Regions from separate parts of the Danio rerio genome. Here region 2 is linked to region 1. The links are chromatin contacts, called in public Hi-C maps. All regions are on one chromosome and are shown on one strand. The core of a region is the stretch at or near the end of the contact, and the rest is flanking DNA. Distances in the headings are between cores, read along the strand shown.

Region 1 (5,115 bases), core at 1,498-3,997:
CAAAGAGTTTTTGCATATGATGACATATAGCTTATTATTATAAGGTCCACGGAACATTTCCAGTTTTTGATGAATAGGTTACTATATATCATTACTTTATAAGTACAGCAGCTTTCTTTCTACTTTTTAAGAACAGTGCCATTTTTAATTAAGTTTTAAAAGCACATTTTAATTTAAACGTTGACGTTTTATTTATTTTTACCTGCAAGCACAGTGCAGTGTTAATGTTCAAACTATTTATAGTGTTTAAAGTGGCTGACGATAAATATTCATAATACGATTTTTTTTAACTGTGCAGAGGTAAAGCTGCCTAATTGGGCCTACCATGCTACTGTATTTCAATACTGGTCATTATGGTGGTACTTGGAAAGACTATTTTTTTTTCTGATGTGATACTTGGTGAAAAAAGTTTGAGAACCACTGCATTACATTATTTTTATTTATTAATTTATTGTTCTGTGATTTTTTTCAGTGTAAAATTATTACGTATGTTTAAATGCCAAAAACATTTTTAAGTCCAAAGAGAAATACTGCTTGTTTTTATCATTATTTTGTGCTGTATTTAGTTACTGAGCAGCAATAAATAACACTTTAAAATACTTTCTAAACTAGTAGTGTTTTGAAATTAATGAATGCATTATAAAAATAATGATAACAGTGAAACATTGATTATTCCTCCGACTAAAATCTATAATCGTTGCATTCCTAATTGACTTTCATAATAGGAAAACCAAATACTTTGTTAGTCAATGTTTTACAGCTTTTTTCAATATATGTGTTCAACTCAAGAAAGAAAGTCAGACAGGTTTGAAACAAGTGTATGGTAAGTAAATGGTGACAGAATGGTGAACTATACCTTTAATATAAAGGAATGGAATTGAGAGGAAAAATCAAGGTAAAGAAAAACTGGAAAAGTGTGAACCCTAAAGCATGTAAAAGAGCATTCTTTGCCTGTAATTATTTTAGAAGTGCTAACATTTGAATGAAAGCCACAGATGTTTTGGCTAGAACCCGCTTTAATCATAAAAAAAGCTTTATGATGCCCGAACTGTATTATTATCGAATTACTCCAGCCGTCCCCTCAAATGCTTAATCTACAGCAATTGCATTGTGCATGCACAATAAACAAGTCAGCCTTGCAATTAGTGCAACACAGCGTGGTTAAGGAATACACACATTTAACAGCTAAAACAAAGCCAGAGCTGTGTGTTTTGTGTATTGTGAGCTCACCAAAGGCACTTGAATCTTTCATTATGTGATTAAGGGGCCTGCCTTGATCCCTCTCCAATTGAGTTGTCTCTTTCATTCTGGAAGCCTAATTGGAGTCAGAGTGATTTAAGCAGTTTTAACAAGGTCACAATTTAACGTTGGAGATTTGCGTTGGTATAGAAGGACATAAGGGCGCAAGCTGTTCAAAGACCTGGGTATGAATTTCTGGTAAAGCATTTTTCCTCTATACGAGACCAATCCCCCGATCATTAATCTGGTTTCTTGTAAGTGAAATAACGCTGCTTTTAACTGCATTTTCCTAATTGTAAGCAGACATTTTATGAGAGAGTAGTGACAGATGCAGTGGAATGAGTTGCCGCTCAACTATGCACATTGCATTGTTGCATGGAGCATGATGGCGAATCATAATTACGGTCAGAGAACAGTCATCAGCATGACATTGAAGAAAATTTATGGGAACAGGCAGATATTCCTCCAAAAAATTGATTCTAACAACGGTGAGTTGCAATAGGCTGGCATTAACAAAACTTTATGCAAGTCCTCGCAGACTAGACTAATCCCAGTCACCCTTTATTTGGGGCGGGAGCGACAAATCTCAGTGGGCGTCTAGAGCAGAGGTGGCCAACTCCTGCCTCTTCTGATTAAAAAATGTTGTCATTAAGAATAAACAGGCCACCTCAGAAAGGACTCTCTAATTGTTATTATCTTTCAATGGGGCCATTAAAGCGGGAGCAATCAAAGGGGTCAGGCGCCGGCGGAATGCAAGGTGCTCACATCAATGCGAGTCCGCTCAGCGCCTGTAGAGGTGGGTGCAAAAGGGGCACCCTATGATGTCACTCAGCCCCCAGCAAGCTTTCTCATGGGAAAAGTAACACTTCGCTCGGCCCGCCATAAAAGAGGAGAACGAGCCATAACAGTAACAAGTGCAACCGGTGTGGCCGTTTGATGTGAACATGTTATCTGTCCCCTTGGCTTTTTTGTTTTCTATTCAGAGCATAAACGTGATCATTGAAGTGGTCTGCTCCATCTTCTCCAGGCACAAAAGTCTTTCACTAATTGCTGCCACATCAAATAAGTAGGAACAAGAACGAATGGGAGCCTCGGGAAGAAAAAAAAAAAAAAAAGAAGAAGCAGAATGTTCCTTAAAGCTGGTTGGACTTTTTTGTGTGATCTCCCATCAAAGATTGCGCTGGCTGGTTCGAGGAGGTGGTGGAGGGCAGCCGAAGGGTAGGGGGTGGTTATCGCACAGGAAAGACCTCTTCACAGATTAGTTCTGCATCGGCAGCCATTTGCTATTCGATTTGGGAGCAACCAATCCAGTGGCTGCCCTCTCATTGTCTTCTTGCGACGAGCAGGAACAGTGGCCTGCGAGCCGGGGAACAAAAGCTTGGACCAATGGAACCCCGTGTGTTTTCAAAGTGTAACTCCTCTCCTTGCCGTCACGGCCCAGTGATATGAGTGTCTTGGGGCCCTGGCCCGCACCACACAGAGCAAGAAAAAGCTGTCAATTCAGGGGCCCTTTCAAAGGCACATCACTTTTGTGCAAACAGGCCCTGAAAGTCACAGTCCATATACTTCCCAAAGCATGCTCCCAGTTAAAGAGCCATTGACTATCTTTGGATCAAATGTGATTTGTCTCGACCCCACCGCCCCCCTCCCTCCTCACCCACCACCTCCTTCTCCTTCTCTTTTTGACCCTCGGCATTCTTGTTTCCCAATTGTGTCGTCTTTGTTGAAGTTCTGTTGGAAGTGGAGATTGATGGGGGAAGGGGAGAAGGAGCCATCTCGGCCCAGGAAACTGCCCTCGATCACCATTATGGATCTCTCATTGGATCTTGTCAAGGTCACGACCTGCCGGTATGAACAGGCGGCCATGGAGTGCCACCATGCCGGCGGGTTAGAAGGCTGTTGCTTTGAAAGTCGGAAGATAAGCATATCTGATGAACTCCAATCCTTCAGCACTACTCGTATTATATCAGAGCGCCATGCATCGTTGTCACTCACAGATAAGTAAGCTGTCGGGTTGCACGGACAAGAGCTGTACGTGTGCAGAAGGGCGATGCAAGTTACTTCTTGGGAACTGAACCCGAACCACGTTAGTGATCAAAACAAGTCACAACTGATAAAGGTTGTCTCAGATGACCACGTCAGATCTGCGTATGTTCTCAGAAAGGTGAAAAGTGCAGGTCCAGTAGCTGTTACAATGATCAGAGGGCCACCGCCTGCCACTCAGACATGATGATACACTGTTAGCCTGAGCAAGAGGCCGGGTGCACTGTTTTTTTTTTCCCCCATTGAACTTCAGTCTCTAAATATAAACAAGGTAAATATTCCACTGATGTGGCCCAGCGCTGAAATCTCTTGACTGCTGTTATGACTAACATGTGAGGGAGTGAGCAAATATAACATTAACACATTACTTGTGAAATTCCCTTTTTGTGCTCCTGAATATAAAATCACAATCATCGTTACCTTCTACTGTTTCATTCCTCTGAAGACTGTGAATCTAGTTTGCTTACTTCGCTACAGCCTGTGTTGCATCTAGATAGTGTTGGGACAAAGAGGAATGTGATTACAGTAGTATATTACTTTTTGCTATTTATTGTAACATCATTATTTATTAAAATCTCAGTAATGCAAGTTACTAAAGAATCTAAGGTACTGAAGAATGTAATTTTTGAGGGGTATACCCTAAGATACCATGGGTTTCCTCCAGATGCTCCAGTTTCCCCCACAATCTAAAGACATGCAGTACAGGTGAATTGAATCAACTAAATTGTCTGTAGTGTATGAGTGTGTGTGTGTGTGTGTGTGTGTGTGTGTGGATGTGTGAGTGTATCGGTGTTTCCCTGTACTGGGTTGTGTCTGGAAGGGCATCCACTGTGTAAAACATATGCTGGAATAGTTGGCGATTCATTCGGCTGTGACAACCCTTGATAAACAAGGGGCTAAGCCGAAGGTAAATTATGCCTCGTTTCCACGAAGTATGGTATGGTACGAAGTATGGTATTGAAATATGGTGTGATTCGGTACAGGTCACCTATATCAGGCTTGTGTATCCCCTGCCAAGGGTACCAATGGTACCCTTTCGGCAGGTGTGGTATACAACAGAAAGTTTCAGTCGACGTCATTCTTGTTCGAGGAAATGTAAATGTAAAGCTGTAAGGGTTGTTTACATATCATGCAAGAAGCACTTCTCATAAAACACAAATACAAACAAATACTTTAAATGTTCATTACTAACCTTTCAAACTTGATTATAAATGTAGATCAATGAATCACGCGCATGTTATTATCATCAGCTCAACTTTGGTTTTTCAAATATAGACGCACGGCAAGCGTTCGTGAGATCTCTCAAGAAAGCCACTCGCGTTTTTAGACGGCCTCGTAAACAACAGCACAGGGTAGATTCTGCTCGTCTTCTTGGCTTTGTGGCAGTTCATCAAGACAACGACAAGGTTTGTTTAAGCTCGGGTCGACCATGACTTTTTATTATATGTATATAGTATCACGGTGTAATGTTTTGGCTTTGTATTTAAAAATGGTGCTTCCTTTGTTTTAATTCTCCTGGCTTATGCATGCGCTAGTGACGTTTCTCTGTAAACCAATAGCGATCAGTACGTCTAGCTCTGACTTTTGGTATCCTTTTGTTGTGCTAGGTACCCTTTGGAAAGGGTACCCAAAAAAATGGTATGGTACGGTTCGCTTTTTGGTACCTTTTGACAGTATAAACGGCCATAAAAGCGTACCAAATTGTACCATATCATACAATACCATATCATTAATGAATGAATAAAGCAAAATATTAATGCTGCAGCACCAGAAAAATTATTTGCAGGTAAAATAGTATGTATTTGTATTATATTTACCAGAGTTCGATGTATC
Region 2 (5,115 bases), core at 1,556-4,055, 110 kb before region 1:
TTCAAGAAATTTTAAACGGCTTAGTACATATCTAGGCCTCTTAAAATTTTTTTTTTGTTTTACGATAAACTGCAACAAAATATATTGTGATAAATGATATTATTGTCAGTTTAAGAACATTTTATGCCACTCGTTATATAATGCCAGAATGACATATGACTGTGTGAGGGTTTTAAAAACGTTCAGGTATAAGAAAATGTGCCGTTTGTAACACTGAAAAATGAATAATGATTAATTTTATGCAATTGTTTATAGAACTTAGACTATGCAGTGTTATTTTACACTTGATTATAATAGATTTGGCGACACGGTGGCACAATAGGTAGTGCTGTCGCCTCAAAGCAAGAAGGTCGCTGGTTTGTCAGTTGTCGTTTCTGTGTAGAGTTTGCATGTTCTCCCTGTATTGGTGTGGGTTTCCTCCAGATGCTCCAGTTTCATGTGCTAAATCTCAAGTGGGTGAGCTAAAATTGGCCATGTATGTATGTGAATGCAAGAGTGTATGGATGTTTTCCAGTTCTGAGTTGCGGCTGGAAGGGCATCCGCTGCGTAAAACTTATGCAGGATAAATTGGCGATTCAGTCTGCTGTGGTGACCCCTGATTAAAAAAAAGAGACTAAGCCAAAGGGAAATGAATGAATAATATACATTTCGATTACAATAAAACGCTAAAATGTATTTACTTAGCACATTTTTTTTATGAATTAATTTGTCTATGCTTGTAGATTGTTTATTATATTCTATGAACTCCCCTTCAGAAGCATCCCTAAATAACACACATCGCAAACATTTATTCAGCTTATGTGGTAAAATTGTAGCCATATGGAAATATATAATCACAGAATAAAAACAAAAATTGCAATGTGTAATTTTTCCAATACCGTGCTTCCCTAATTTTATACACACACACACACACACACACACACACACACACACACACACACACACACACACACACACACACACACACACACACACACACACACACACACACACACTCTATCTCCAGCCACTTTATTAGGTACACCTGTTCAACTGCTCCTTAATTCAAATTTCTAATCAGTCCATCGCATGGCAGCGACTCAATGCATTTAGGCATGTAGACATGGTCAAGACAATGTGCTGCAGTTCAAACCGAGCATCAGAATGAGGAAGAAAAAGGATTTAAGTGACTTTGAATGTGGCATGGTTGTTGGTGCCAGATGGGCTTGACTGAGTATTTCAGAAACTGCTGATCTACTGAGATTTTCCCGCACAACCATCTCTAGGGATTACTGAGAATGGTCCGAAAAGAAAAATAAATAAAAAATCCAGTGTGAGGCACTTCTGTGGGTGCCAATGCCTTGTTGATGCCAGAGGTCAGAGGAGAATGGCTAGATAGAAAGGTAACAGTAACTCAAATAACCGCTCGTTACAAATGAGGTATGCAGAAGAGCATCTCTGAATGCACAACACATCAAACCTTGAGGCAGATGTGCTACAGCAGCAGAAGACCACAGCGGGTGCCATCATCTCAGACTGGTTTCTTGAACATGACAATGAGTTCACTGTACTAAAATAGCCTCCACAGTGACCAGATCTCAATCCAATAGAGCACCTTTGTGATATGGTTAAAGGGGAAATTCGCATCATGGATGTGCAGCCGACAATAAGTAAGAGATGAGAGAAAGTCTCCATTTCAAGGTCTGTATTGTCTATGGACAATGTTGTGAAGTAATTTTCCATTGCTGTTGCTTGTGGTATAATAACACTGGACTTATCCTGGTCAGACGAAGTATGAGCATGCACTGAAACACATGCAGCTTTTTATTATCATCACTTCGTCTCCTGCATCTGCTCTTCTCTTGCTTCCTCCTATATTGATAGTAGACTGTTAATTCAGTTGAATATTGGTTAACAGTTTGGGTATTGCTCTGCTGACTTGTTGTCCAAATACCTGGAGAAACTGACATTTCCTGACAAGATCAAGCATCCAGGACTGGATCGTATTTATCTGGCGTGGAGACTGTGGTCTAACACCTTTAACCATTGACTTCCATAGTACGAAAAACGAATACCATGGAGGTCAATGGTTATGTTTTCAGCTTTCATCAAAGTATCTTCTGTTTGTTCCATTTTGGGTGAACTGTCCCTTTACTAATAATGCTTTTCAAGATATGTTGAACTGATTAATTAAGATTGTACAATGCTTGGACAATGCTTGTGTTGTCTCATTGTAAATCACACAAAGTCATTGTGAAAACACAACAGCAAACCCCCTGGCACTGCTTTTCCAGAAGGCTACAGCATTATTCAGAACTTATTCAGTACAATGAACTTAATGCAATAGCTTTACCTACTAAAATACACGAAAGGAATGTATTGATTACGTCCATGTAGGAAAACAAATGGTGATATTCCTTTAATCCAAACCAAGTGAATCTGACATTATGTGTATTTCACCTCTGCACTGAGTTTGGCTCCATGCAGCCGCCCGTGATTTCTACCCTCGATGGTCCCCTGTCGAACTCCCTCGTCAAAGCCCTCCTGATAACCTTCAACATGAAACCTAAAAGAGAAAAGCATATTTATGAGCCTAAATGTAAATTAATAACAGCTAAGGACACTGAACTAACTTAAACACACACTTACACACTGGACTACATTGATGAACACTAACTTCGTGACGCAACAGTTTGTGCGTGACTTTAGTTAACGTTACCTGTCATCGGCCATGATGATGGAGTCAAACAAATCATCATTATTGGGCTCAAATGCCATTTTTACATTAAAATAGCTTGCTTTCCTGATCAGAAGAGTTTACGGGTGGTCTTCCGGAATCGTTCTTCTTCGGTCCTAGCCGAATGTTAACACCGATGGGACTGAACCAACGCGCCGTCTACTGGAAGGAAAGCTAAAGGTTTGCATCACTAACTGTGTGTATTTCTGATCAGATCTTGAAATAAGTTGGATATCCGGTTGTTTGTACTGAAAGAAAGACGTCAGTCGGTAACAATAATATTTAAAGATTTACCGGTTTGCATTTTTAGATCTGCACTGAAGAGTGAAGACCAAATACGTATTTTCAGGTGTCAAATACGGTAAGCTATCATTTACTTATTCTCACAATTTTTATTGTGAATATATCGCTATTTTGTCTTTTCATGGAATATACTGTTCGTGTTTTCAAACGAAGGCTTATTTTGGAGATATGCTAGCATGCTAGCACGTTTACATGCGGTCCTACACTAATAAAACATTACTACTTCGACCATAATAATAATATCGTTAAAAACTCAATAACTACAATAAGTATACATTAAAATGTCTAAAACAATCAATAATATAAGATGTATTAGTATATTTCACCTAAATGTAAGCCTAATATCTAATTTCGACAGTGAATTGAGGAGTATGATAATGTCTTGTTTTTTGTTTTTGTTTTCTGACCAAACACATTACTGTAATTTATATGGCATTATTTACAGAATGTATTTATTTAATAAAATGTCCTTCAGTATAACCGTAGTTCATATAACAAGAACTTGTCAGTCATATTTAGATCAATAAACATTTGATGAAGTGTTTAGACCAGAGATGCCCAAAGTTGGCCCATGGTAACCTTTGATTTGGCACACTATCACATATCAGCCTTATGCCATCTGAGAAGTGAGGGAGAACGATGACAAGGTGGTTGTTTTTTTTAATTTTATTTTTTTATTGCTGAGATACAAAAAAAAAAAAAAAAAAAAACAGTCAACGGAAAGTAAATGATTCAATTAAATGTTTTAAATAAATCAGACTTCTAAAATGTAAATACTGTCACTCGACAGATAGAGGTAGGTAAATAAAGGTAAAGGCAGGAGCAGCTCTGAGCAGTGTATTCAGTATTGAACTCCATTATGTTATAAATGGGATTGTTTATGATTTTACTGTAATAAGTTCATTATAACATCTTAAAATTAAACTAGAGTAGTTAATTTGATTTAAAGTAACATTTTCTAGTTTTTATTAAACATTAAATAAATTAGAAAATTACCCATGGCAAATTTAATGTATACGCTTTAGTATCCAGTTGAATTATTAGCCCCCCTTTGAATGTTTTTTCTTTTTCAAATATTTCCCAAATGATGTTTAACAGAGCAAGGAAATTTTCACAGTATGTCTGATAATATTTTTTCTTCTGGAGAAAGTCTTATTTGTTTTATTTCAGCTAGAATAAAAACAGTGTTTAATAATAAAAAAAAACATTTTTATGTCAAAATTATTAGCCCCTTTTAGCTATTTTTTTCATTATTCTACAGAACAAATCATCGTTATACAATGACTTCCCTAATTACCCTAACCTGCCTAGTTAACCTAATTTACCTAGTTAAGCCTTTAAATGTCACGTTAAGCTGTATTGAAGTCTTGAAACATATCTAGTAAAATATTATTTTCTGTCATCATGGCAGGATAATCAATTATTAGAAATGAGTTACTAAAACAATTTTATTTAGAATTGTGTTGAAAAAAAAATCTTCTCTCCGTTAAACAGAAATTGGGGGAAAAAAAAACTGGGGGCTAATAATTCAGGGGTGCTAATAATTCTGACTTCAACTGTATATATTTGTCCCACAGCCCTCAATCAAGTTTGCTTTTTGGCCCTTTATAGGAAAAAGTTTGGGCACTGTGTAGACAGATCACTCAAAGCTCAAAAACTGTTATATTAAATCTTTATAATTTGTTACTATTCTTTAAAATACATACAGTTTTGCTCATTAAACTTACTGTCAGTAAGTTTTTTCAAATAATTTCAAATTTGACTAAATTTAGAAATAAAAAGTATGGGTGGCTCGGTGGTTGGCATTGTCGTCACAAAGCAAGAAGTTCGCTGGTTTGAGTCCTGGCTAAGTCAGTTGGCATTTCTGTGTGGAGTTTGTATGTTCTCCCCGTATTGGTGTAGGTTTCCTCCAGGTGCTCCAGTTTCATGTCGAGTGGGTAAGCTAAAACTGGCCATAGTGTACGTGTGTGAGTGCAAAAGAGTATGGGTGTTTCCCAGTACTGGGTTGTGGCTGGAAGGGCATCCGCTGTGTAAAACTTATGCCGGATAAGTTAGTGATTTATTATTCATCTTGTCTTTGACCCAAATATGTATAT

Evidence for each region. Hi-C and Micro-C count contacts between places; a contact is called where the count stands out from the background.
Region 2: a Hi-C map of embryo shows a contact between it and region 1, with 2.4 times the contacts expected there. The contact joins the promoter of lto1 here to the enhancer-like site in region 1. A contact is called at or near these places in 2 of 18 Hi-C or Micro-C datasets (both in embryo) and 2 of 4 datasets of contacts at active chromatin or transcription factors (caudal fin and embryo).

Annotation. Positions count from the first base shown.
Region 1 is chr7:69,492,268-69,497,382 of GRCz12tu, reverse strand. It overlaps a transcript of ano1a not described here. Among named protein-coding and RNA genes, the nearest start is that of zgc:153993, 64 kb to the right of the region's middle. Within about 2 kb of position 2,747, at least 11 of the 62 cell types and tissues checked have an H3K27ac peak or open chromatin away from gene starts, as enhancers often do.
Region 2 is chr7:69,606,398-69,611,512 of GRCz12tu, reverse strand. It overlaps lto1 (LTO1 maturation factor of ABCE1), which reads right to left and starts at 2,805. Exons shown (of 5, transcript NM_001083552.1): 1 at 2,699-2,805; 2 at 2,440-2,545. The coding sequence starts at 2,757. It also overlaps a transcript of ano1a not described here.